Regions from separate parts of the Mus musculus genome. Here all the other regions are linked to region 3. Evidence: chromatin contacts called from public Hi-C and HiChIP or PLAC-seq data. All regions are on one chromosome and are shown on one strand. The core of a region is the stretch at or near the end of the contact, and the rest is flanking DNA. Distances in the headings are between cores, read along the strand shown. Region 1 has its middle 22 kb from the start of Gm46017. Region 2 overlaps Akap13 (A kinase (PRKA) anchor protein 13). Region 3 overlaps Akap13 (A kinase (PRKA) anchor protein 13).

The links. HiChIP or PLAC-seq counts read pairs in DNA pulled down with a chosen protein or histone mark. A called contact is a pair of places that touch in the nucleus more often than the background predicts.
Region 1: a Hi-C map of liver shows a contact between it and region 3, with 1.5 times the contacts expected there. The contact joins two enhancer-like sites. A contact is called at or near these places in 1 of 15 datasets of contacts at CTCF or cohesin (the NIH/3T3 cell line), 9 of 484 Hi-C or Micro-C datasets (CD4 T cells, CD8 T cells, bone marrow-derived macrophages and 4 more) and 5 of 115 datasets of contacts at active chromatin or transcription factors (T-cell acute lymphoblastic leukemia, bone marrow-derived dendritic cells, extraembryonic endoderm stem cells and 2 more).
Region 2: a CTCF HiChIP or PLAC-seq map of the NIH/3T3 cell line shows a contact between it and region 3, with 13 read pairs. The contact joins two enhancer-like sites. A contact is called at or near these places in 1 of 15 datasets of contacts at CTCF or cohesin (the NIH/3T3 cell line), 1 of 484 Hi-C or Micro-C datasets (uterus), 1 of 115 datasets of contacts at active chromatin or transcription factors (intestinal villus epithelium) and 2 of 9 other capture datasets (adipose tissue and liver).

Annotation. Positions count from the first base shown.
Region 1 is chr7:75,414,132-75,417,258 of GRCm38.p6, forward strand. No RefSeq gene overlaps it. Among named protein-coding and RNA genes, the nearest start is that of Gm46017, 22 kb to the right of the region's middle. Within about 2 kb of position 1,575, at least 71 of the 459 cell types and tissues checked have an H3K27ac peak or open chromatin away from gene starts, as enhancers often do. A contact at or near this core is called in heart atrium, liver and uterus, where this site is marked.
Region 2 is chr7:75,641,031-75,644,118 of GRCm38.p6, forward strand. The region is part of intron 8 of Akap13 (A kinase (PRKA) anchor protein 13); the gene reads left to right. Among named protein-coding and RNA genes, the nearest start is that of AU020206, 140 kb to the right of the region's middle. Within about 2 kb of position 1,556, at least 228 of the 459 cell types and tissues checked have an H3K27ac peak or open chromatin away from gene starts, as enhancers often do. A contact at or near this core is called in the NIH/3T3 cell line, adipose tissue, liver and 1 more, where this site is marked.
Region 3 is chr7:75,524,314-75,527,179 of GRCm38.p6, forward strand. The region is part of intron 1 of Akap13 (A kinase (PRKA) anchor protein 13); the gene reads left to right. Among named protein-coding and RNA genes, the nearest start is that of Akap13, 70 kb to the left of the region's middle. Within about 2 kb of position 1,573, at least 38 of the 459 cell types and tissues checked have an H3K27ac peak or open chromatin away from gene starts, as enhancers often do. A contact at or near this core is called in the NIH/3T3 cell line, adipose tissue, heart atrium and 2 more, where this site is marked.

The sequences.
Region 1 (3,127 bases), core at 325-2,824, 110 kb before region 3:
GCAGCTGATCCAAGCTACCCTGTGCAGTGGCACCAGCTCTTGGTGTGTGCTGAGATGCAGCTCTGGAGAATCCTGGGTCTGGTCATTTTATCGCTAACAACTGCCTGGGGGTTCAAACTCACATAAAGCAATGATCATAGGCATAGTGTCTGTCTTGTGGGTAGGTTAGAGTTTTAACTCTTTTTTTTTTTTTTTCCAACAAGCCAGTTTGGGTAGATGGCTAGCATTTGTTTACGTTTCCAAGGCCCGCAACAGGTAGTAACATACCGATGTAAGATTGACCTCATTCAATTGCCCAACAGCCTCTGCTCTTGTTATCTCATTACCTGAGCACAATGCCTTCCTGGTGTGCAGAGAGTTAATGAGGTCACCATCCCACACAGGAGAGCTTTTATTCCAGGGCTGGGCTTCTGCTGGGGCCTCTTCTCCCTGCTTTAGCCACCTGTGGTCACTCCTTCACATCCATTGGCTGTCTTTGGTGAACAGGCTATTGTTCTGTGGATGTTTTAAATGGCCCCTTTTGCCTATTTTTATTTCTTCTAATTAGGTCAGCAGCTTCTTGGGGACAAAGATTCTTTTACTTATTTGACACCTCACCCATAATGCATAGCATTCTCTTTGTATCCAATAGGTAGTCAGGCGTGCATTGTTGGCTGACTTATTTTCTCTGCCTCACCACCAACATAAGAGGAAAAAATAATCAAGCAGAAAGGGAAATGAATGAGCAATGGTCTAGATGTCTTTAGCTTCAGAAAAATTAATAGTTCTCTCTGCATTTTTATGGAGGATTCTTACTTGACGGTCACATTTTCCTACACATTAATGACGTTTTTGGTTGTGTTCTGGTGATAGTTGTTGTTATTGTTGTTGAGGCAAGATCTCACTTACTCTAAGCCCAGGATTCCCTGCAGCCCATGCTAGCCTAGAACTCACAGCGATCCTTCCACTTCCAGCCCCTCCAAGTGTTTACGTTACAGACACGATATCATCCCCTATACCAGCATTTTTTTTTTAAAGACAAGATTCCTTGTAGCCCAGGATGGCCTCAAACTCCTGATCTTTCTGCCTCTGGGATTCTATGCTTACAACACCATACCCAGCTATAGTGACTTAGTTTTGTTTTGTTTTGAAACTGGGTCTCATTATGTATCTTGGGTTGTCCTGGAACTTACTCTGTAAACCAGGCTAGCCTTGAACTCACAAGAGCTCTGCCTTCTTCGTCCTCCTGAGTGCTGGGGTTAAAGCTGTACACAGCCCTGACCTTGCAGCTATGTTGACTTTTCTAAACAAAGTGAAAGCCTTACTGAGTGCTAGGTTCCTTGTAGACATCCCTGTTTTATTTATCCTCACAGTAACAACCATCAACAATAACTGGTTTTATCATTATTGAGATTGACTGTCTGGGATATGAAGGAATTGCCCCAAAGCTTTCTGTCTGAGAACTAATGGAAGTGAGACTCAAGGCCAGTGGAATTCCAAAGCCCAAGGTTTTCCACTCCACTGCCTGTCCCGAGGCTCTGTCCCATGGTTTTCTGGCCCATCCCTTTCATTCCTTTTCTGTTTGACTGGCTTATCTGTAAATTGCGTAACACAGACTCCAGGGAAGTCTGATAATAGCTTTGAAAAGGGAGCACGTGGACTGAATGACAGCAACAAAGGGAAAGAGCATAGTTTACTGATCCCTTGTGGTAACCAGGTAGTTACTAGCCCTTTCCCAGTAACCAGGCTGTTTCTAGGCCCTTCATGGTTTTTGTTTTGGTTTTGTGTTTTGAGACAGAGCCTGCCTGGTAAAGCCCAAGCTGGATTCAACTGGCTAGATGGCTGAAGATCTTGGTTTTCTGACCTTCCTGCCTCACTTCAGGAATTACAAGTGTGCAACACCACACCCCATTTATTGATTCAGCTTACAGTCCTGAGATTCAAATGAGAAAGCTGAAGACCAGGAAGTCACATGACTTGTTCTTCAGCCCACAGGTCTTAGGTAATGGAATCACAACCTCACCCCAGAACTAATACGGAAGCAGAGTAGAAAATAGGAGATTAAATAAAATGCACACTTCGTGGTTTAGGGTGCTGTCTTTAGAGGGTTCTAGTGTCTCGTGCCATACAGGTTAGTCTGAGTGCATCAAGATTCTAAAATCTATGAGCTTCTGACACTGAAAATATTGGACACTTTCTCTGATGTGGTTCACTGAAGCTCAAGGAGGAAGCGCAAGAGGTCACAGGCCAAAGCCACATGTCCGACCAATCTCATGGTTCAGAGATGCTGCTGCTCACACATCCTTCTTGGTGACAGGAGAACCCAGAAAGCACCGGCTGCACTGAATGACCTTGGACTCTCCACAGACCACGTCCCAGGAAGAGATCTGGTCTGAAGCATCCTTTGGCTATGGAGCACACTATATGGACAGCTCCCAAAACAAGATTAAAAGAATTCCTTTTGGATCACAGATACAGGGGATAGTTGCTTTCTCTTCTTAGCAGTCATTCATTTGTTCCTGGCAAATGAACCCCATATGTTTGTACTGTTTGTAAATTGACACTCCCCACCCTTGGCAGGCAACTGGACTCAGCCAATCACAGCCATTTGTTCCCTTTTTCTAGTTTCTATCTCCTGTAAACCATAAGGGCAGATTATAATTATTACTAGTATTATTTGGCTGGGTTTTCTAAAGTGTGTGTGTATGTACACTTTTGGATGCCAGTCCATTTTAGAAACAGAATAATCTCAGTGTCCCACAAAGGAACACAAAACCAATTCAAAAGGAGCTTGGTAAGTCATTTATTTGGGGGAAAAGAGTGTTTCAAGGTCCAAATTGGTCTAGTGAGCACCATGGCCAAGAAAGTCTTTTATCCCTGCCTCTCATCCCATTTGTGGGAGTTGACCTTCACAATCTAACTCCATTGGCCTATTGGTGCAAAGGAGGAGGTTCAGGAACTAGGACTCTTTGCCTTTGATAGATAAAGCCTTAGATAGAAAAAAAACCAAAAGACTTTTCTCAAAGTTGTCCCCTTCCATACGATTTTTGAGGCAGAGTTTCTCCTCTTTCTTCCTCTTTGCACATTACTGGCTAGTTGGCCCTGAGCTTCCAGGGAGTCTTCTGTCTTCTACTGAAACTGGTTGTCT
Region 2 (3,088 bases), core at 306-2,805, 120 kb after region 3:
GCTTAAGCAAGAATTTTATTTACAACTTCATCTCTTCAATTGTCTTGTGTCTACTGTGTCTAGCATCCTCTGTACTGAAAAGCATCATGTGCTTACTGTCTACGGTGCCGGTGTGAGCGAGGCTTGCTCTCTAGAGCACCAGAAAGAGGACATTGTCCACCTTCATGCTTTTAATGGACCTGTGGTGGGATCAGGATGAGGCTTGTGTTAGAGGGAGCTGAGACAGTGGTGTTTGGGTAGACAGATGGGTAAGTGAAGAACTGGCCACCTTACCTGGGTTTGCTCCGTTGCTTTCTCCTAAGCAGACTAGCCTCCTTAAACACCTGGCCTGAGGAAATGGTGACTCATTAGACCTTCGTTACCCTTTCACAGCTTCAAAAAGAAAACACCTTTCACCAACTTTGCTTGCATTATTGAGAGAAACTGTAGTATTTAGTCCCTTCACTTCCTTTCTGTTGTGGTGTTTAAGGTTGTACACTCACATTCTCCAAATCCGTGTAAGGGGCTGCACTCTGTCCCCTTAGAGAGAACGTAGGACTGCTTCTCCCGGAAAGCATTAGAATGCTGTTTCCCTTGTTTGGTGTTGCTTTTGGCACAGAGTCTCTTTATATAACCCTGTCTGTCATGGAACTCATGTCATGGATCAGGCTATCCTCGAACTCACAGAGGTCTGCCTGCTCTGTCTCCATAGTGCTGGGATTAAAGGCATGTCCGTACCTAGCCCACTGTGGGTTTATTTTAGGGTTTTGTTTTAACCCCCTTTTCTATTCTTTCACCTCTCTTTTCTGCTTTTTGCTTCCTTGATTCCTCTTCCTCTTTACCCCTCCAATGTTTATTACAGTCCCCAGTGTCTAAAAATGAACGACTGTGTCTGCTCCTGAGGCATAGGAGACTGGCAACTGGAGAGGTCTGGAGAAGCAAGAAAACAGGCAAATGAAGTCACATAGTCCCATGATTGAGAGGTGTGACAGGCAAGGCGGTCTCAGCCACGTGACTCTTCTTAGTCCCAAGAGTCCTAAGAGACATGCGTACATTCATCCTATGCCATCTCTTTAACTTTCTTTAGAACTTTCTCAGACCCCAGATGAGACAAAACCTTAACTTGTGATGACTTCTAACCCTTGCCAGACATTTTTGTAGCTAATTCTACATCCTAGAGACATAACTCTGAAATATTTGGCTAACATTTTTCTGATATTAAATCATTCCTTTGCATTCTGCAGGGAGATGCTGTATACGCCTTGGCTGGATTCAGGGTCTCTGTGTCTTTCCTGAATGCCAAGGCTGTAGTACAGACTAGTAGTGTTTAGTATAACACCGCCTTTCTTTATTAGCATACTACTGGCATCAAAGGGACTGAGGTCGTTCCTTGCGGTGTCTGACAGAGCCTTTTTCACTGGGGACTTGTAAGGAGGAGGAGGAGCAGGAGGAAGCCTGTTGGAAAAGGAAGCCTTGTTTTTTCTCTTAGTCTGTAGATGATTCATGTTCCCACCACTGCAATTAGGTTTCCAAACCTCCAAGGCTGCTGGTGCAGGTCTGAAAGGGCAAGTAATGACGATCTTGAGAGAGCAGGGTAAAGGGTGTGGAGGCTGCGGAGGGAGGGACTGGCTAGCTAGCGGCAGCCAGCTAGGGAGGGAGGGAGGGAGGACATCTGGGGGAGTGGTCTATTTTCCTTGTACTCGGCCGGCTGGCTGTCCTTAGATATTTTCAACTTAAGTCAAAATCCAGCCCTGCTGCTGAAGAGCTGGAGACTGGCTAAAAAAGTGGATACTCTAGAAAATACCTCCAGATTTTTTTTCTCCCCCCCCCCCCCCCCGCCTCCATATAGGTTTCTTGCCTTTGTTGTTTTAAGGAATTCTCTCGTGCCATCACTTTGAAATAGCCACCTTCCTTTTAAAAAAAAAAAAAAAAACCTTTGTCTTCGTGGCTAAGTGCTTACTGGCTCTGGGTTTTCTGCATACATGTGCCAACCATTATGCTTAGCCAGTTCGTCCTTAATTTTTCTACTGGAGTTCTCGGCAGTGATGGAAAAGATCTGTGCTTCTCTTTCAGTCAAGATCTGCACAGCAGCGATCTTACTGCAGACTGCTTTTATTATGAATTATAAACTCGTCTCCGTGCTCTGAAGTTGCCAGAAAGTTCCCACTTAGTTCACAGATTTGGAGTCTGCTTTTTTTTTTTTTTTTTTTTTTTCCTTAACCCGAGAGTTTTCTATATAGAGGAATCTGGAAGCAGAAGTCTCCTCCCGCCCACTGTGAGAATTTGGAATTTCGGACCTGTGTGAGCACATTGGTCCCTGGATTCAGCAGATATCCGTCTACATTTTGTCTCTTCTTTTCTGCATCTGTACAAAATGTATGAGCGGCACAAAAGGCGCTATAGCCTGTGTGACATCTCCAAGGTGGACAGGACTGTCGATGTGGTGTTGCTGAAGGTAAGAAGGGGCCACACCTCATACAGTTTCAACATCTCAGGAAGACTTCTCTCTGTACCCTTACTGCCCGGTCTTGATCCTTCCTAAACTAGGATGAAGTGTGAGAAAGCCTGAGCTAACAGTGACAGAAGATCAAGGGGGTGGGGGGGTGGGGGATTTAAAGTTCTTTAAAGGCATGTCTGAACAGAGACTGTGTCTGTGTGTGTGTGTGTGTGTGTGTGTGTGTGTGTGTGTGTGTGTGTGAGAGAGAGAGAGAGAGAGAAAATGAATCTGCAACAAAGCACTTATTACTAAAATAAAATTTTACTTGTTCTAAGTAGAATCTAAATAATCACAAAGGAGGAATTCATTCTCAGAGCTGCCCTTTTGCTAGATGCCTCTGTTTTTCTGTTGCTTGCCCCATCCCCACACCTCAATTCCACCTCTCTTTCTCTGTGAGCTTCCTTTTCTGTCCGTCTCTTTGTCCCTTTGTCTGTGTAGGTCTTTGGTCTTTCCTATCCATCTGCTCTTCTCCTGTCTCTCAGTCTTAGTTTTCCAGGGAAACAAGAAGTCAGGATTCTGTTGGTACTGTCTCTAGTTGACTCTTTTCCTGCCTTAGCTTCTGACCAGTGATGAGCTGCATTTACATTTGTTTGATTTCACATCGTTAGTAAG
Region 3 (2,866 bases), core at 323-2,822:
GTAATGGGACCCAATTCCCTCTTCTGGTGTGTCTGAAGACAGCGGCAGTGTACTCACATACATATAACTAATTTTTCTTTTTTTTTTTTTAAGTCCCATTGGAAGAGTTACTTTTCATTTAAGTTGGGTGGTAGTGGTACAAACCTTTAGTCTCAGCACTCAGACGCAGAAGCAGGTGGATCTCTGTGAATTTGAGGTTACCCTGCTCTACAGAGCGAGTTTCAGGACAGCCAGAGACCCTATCTCAAAAAGCTAACCAAATAAACAAAACACCCAAATAGGAAATTGCTGAAAGTATTGGAATTCTCATTTCAGTAGCATTTTCAGTTCATTAGGACACTCACAGATATTTTACGTTAAGTCTTATTAGTAAACACAGGTCCTTCTGACTTTGAGATTATTTTGTAAGTTGACATCTCTCCTGATTTTCAGTGTCATTGTTCCCCAAATATTGTGGAATCATCTTTGAGTAGAATATTTAGCCACAAGAGATGTTTTTCTTAGTTTAAAGGCTAATGTTATTTGCTTTTAGCTTGTTTGTGACTTCTTTAGCCTTCTATTCTACTTGTGTAATTCAGTTGATGGTGCTTTTGTTATGTGTCCAAGCTGGTAGGCCCCCATGGCTCTGTTATGCCAGGCCCAGCAAGATAAGCCACAAATAGGACTTGGGATGTGTCCTGGTAAGGGCTGTTTAGGCAGTCCAGGTGGCTGATAACTTGGCCCATTAGGCTGCTTATTTTTGAGATAGAAGGGAGGGGAGAGTGGAGGAAGTATAAAGGCATGGCTTTGGCAGTCTCTTAACTGGATATCTATTTTAACCCCTGTAGAAATCAATTTACATGTTTCACAGCTGAGTATGAATTTTCTAAATTTAAAGTGTGTTCTTACTACCATAGGGATAAATGTCAGCACTTAACTGAATTTGTGGGATTTCTCTCCCTTTTCTGGATGCCTAGGTCACTTAACAGTTTCCTTTCCTTTGGATGACAGGATACAGCTGTTCTCACTTGTAGAATGGCCTTCTCCATTGTGGGAGTTTCCTTCTCCATTGGGATATTTGCAAAGCAACAAAAACATTATTTGTAGGAAATCATAGGCTTTGTAAATATCAAAAGATAACTGAAGTGGTGAACTTGTGTATTCCTGTCCCCAGAGGTTGTTGCATCTGTCATGTGAAAGCCTAATACAGGGTGAGATAGCACCCAGCCTTCCCTTTTGCTCCAATAGTGTCTGCTTAGAAGAGCCTTCCATTCTATTTCTGTCTTGTCTCTGGAAGAGCCATGACAGGCACAGAAATTCAGATTCATTTGTTTTTGAAGTTAATCCCAGATTTTTCTTTCTTTTTTAAAAAGACTTTTACTCTTTGACAGTTTTATCCATGTATATATCTTGATCATACTTATCCCCCATTTCTTCCTAGAAGTCATTAAACACCTCTACTTTATACCTTCATGCCTCTTTCTCCTTTTCTTTTCTTTTTTTGTTTTAACCACATAGTCTAATTAGCACTGCCCGCTGGAATAGTGGCTAATGTTCTTGACTTAACTTCATGCATGTGACCGTAGCTGCGTTGCAGATTCATGAGTGCAGTGGCCAGGTCATGGCCATGTCAGCTTTCAATGGCATTCCTCCCTAGCCTCTGTCTGTTACATAATGTAATAAGAAATCATTTCTGTCCCTGCTTCAAGGAAATTTCCTGAGCTCTAATGGTAGAAAGGGTTATATGTGATCACTCAGCAGTCACTTATTGTAAACAATATGACCAGTTATGAACATACAAGGTTCAGTACTGGATAAGATTGATGTCTTTCCCCTGGCAGCTGCCTGCACAGCATCATCTAGCACTATGAAAACTAACCATGAAGGAATGAAGTTTTTAAGTCAGTTTTAGATTTCTTTCTGTCTGTTTTGCAACCAAAGTGTGTTGTGGTTTTGGCAATAGGATTTTATGATTTAGTTCTGGAGGACGGCCAAAAGCAATGGCAGTAACCTATACTGCCCTCTCTGATCAGTAACTTGTAGGACTGTATCCCAGCTGGCACTGAGACTTTTGTTTAATAACTCATTTCTCCTGGAAGCAGCATTGTCTACTCACACAGGGTATTTAGAGTCAAACCCTTTTGAAAATATTTTTAGAAACTAACTTACAGAATATTATGTCTCTATGAGCACTTTTCATAGCCCTTGGCTTTGGTCTGCTCCTCTCCCACTCCTCCTCTCCCCTGTACCTCCACCTCCACTTTTAACCCCAGTCTTCCCACTCCTATATCTTGTATCACTTGTGCACTACCATCTCCTTACCTCTTCAGACCTCTTCCTGCTCAGTCTCATGGACCCTTTGTCAAGTTTTCTTATTTGCTTGTTTGTGGTGGTGGTGTTAATAGCATTTATTTAGGTGCTCAGCATTGCGGGATGATATGGCACATGTGTGGTATTGGTGAGAAGGGCACTACAGAGCGAATACCTTTATAATGTATAGCATATTTAATAGATTACTGTTTCTGTTTACTCAACAGCATCTTGGGCATTACCCTGTACTTATGATTGTGGATTAATTAGCATTAGATGTTAGAATGTAGGAATTGATTATAATGTAAGAGTCGCCATGAAATGCTTGTCACATCATTTATACCAGGTGTGAGGAACAAGAACTTAACTTATTGAGTATTTCCTTATTGCCCACCACAGAGTTAAAAATTTTACACACCTTTGTTATTTGTCTCTATTTTACAAATAGAAAGGTAAAATATGGTAGAGCCTTCCCCACAACATGAGAGTCTCAAGCATAAACACTGCATTCTACAAACCAGGCCATGGCAGTTATTAAGTATATGTAGTTTACACCGACTGTGTATAAGCCACTTCA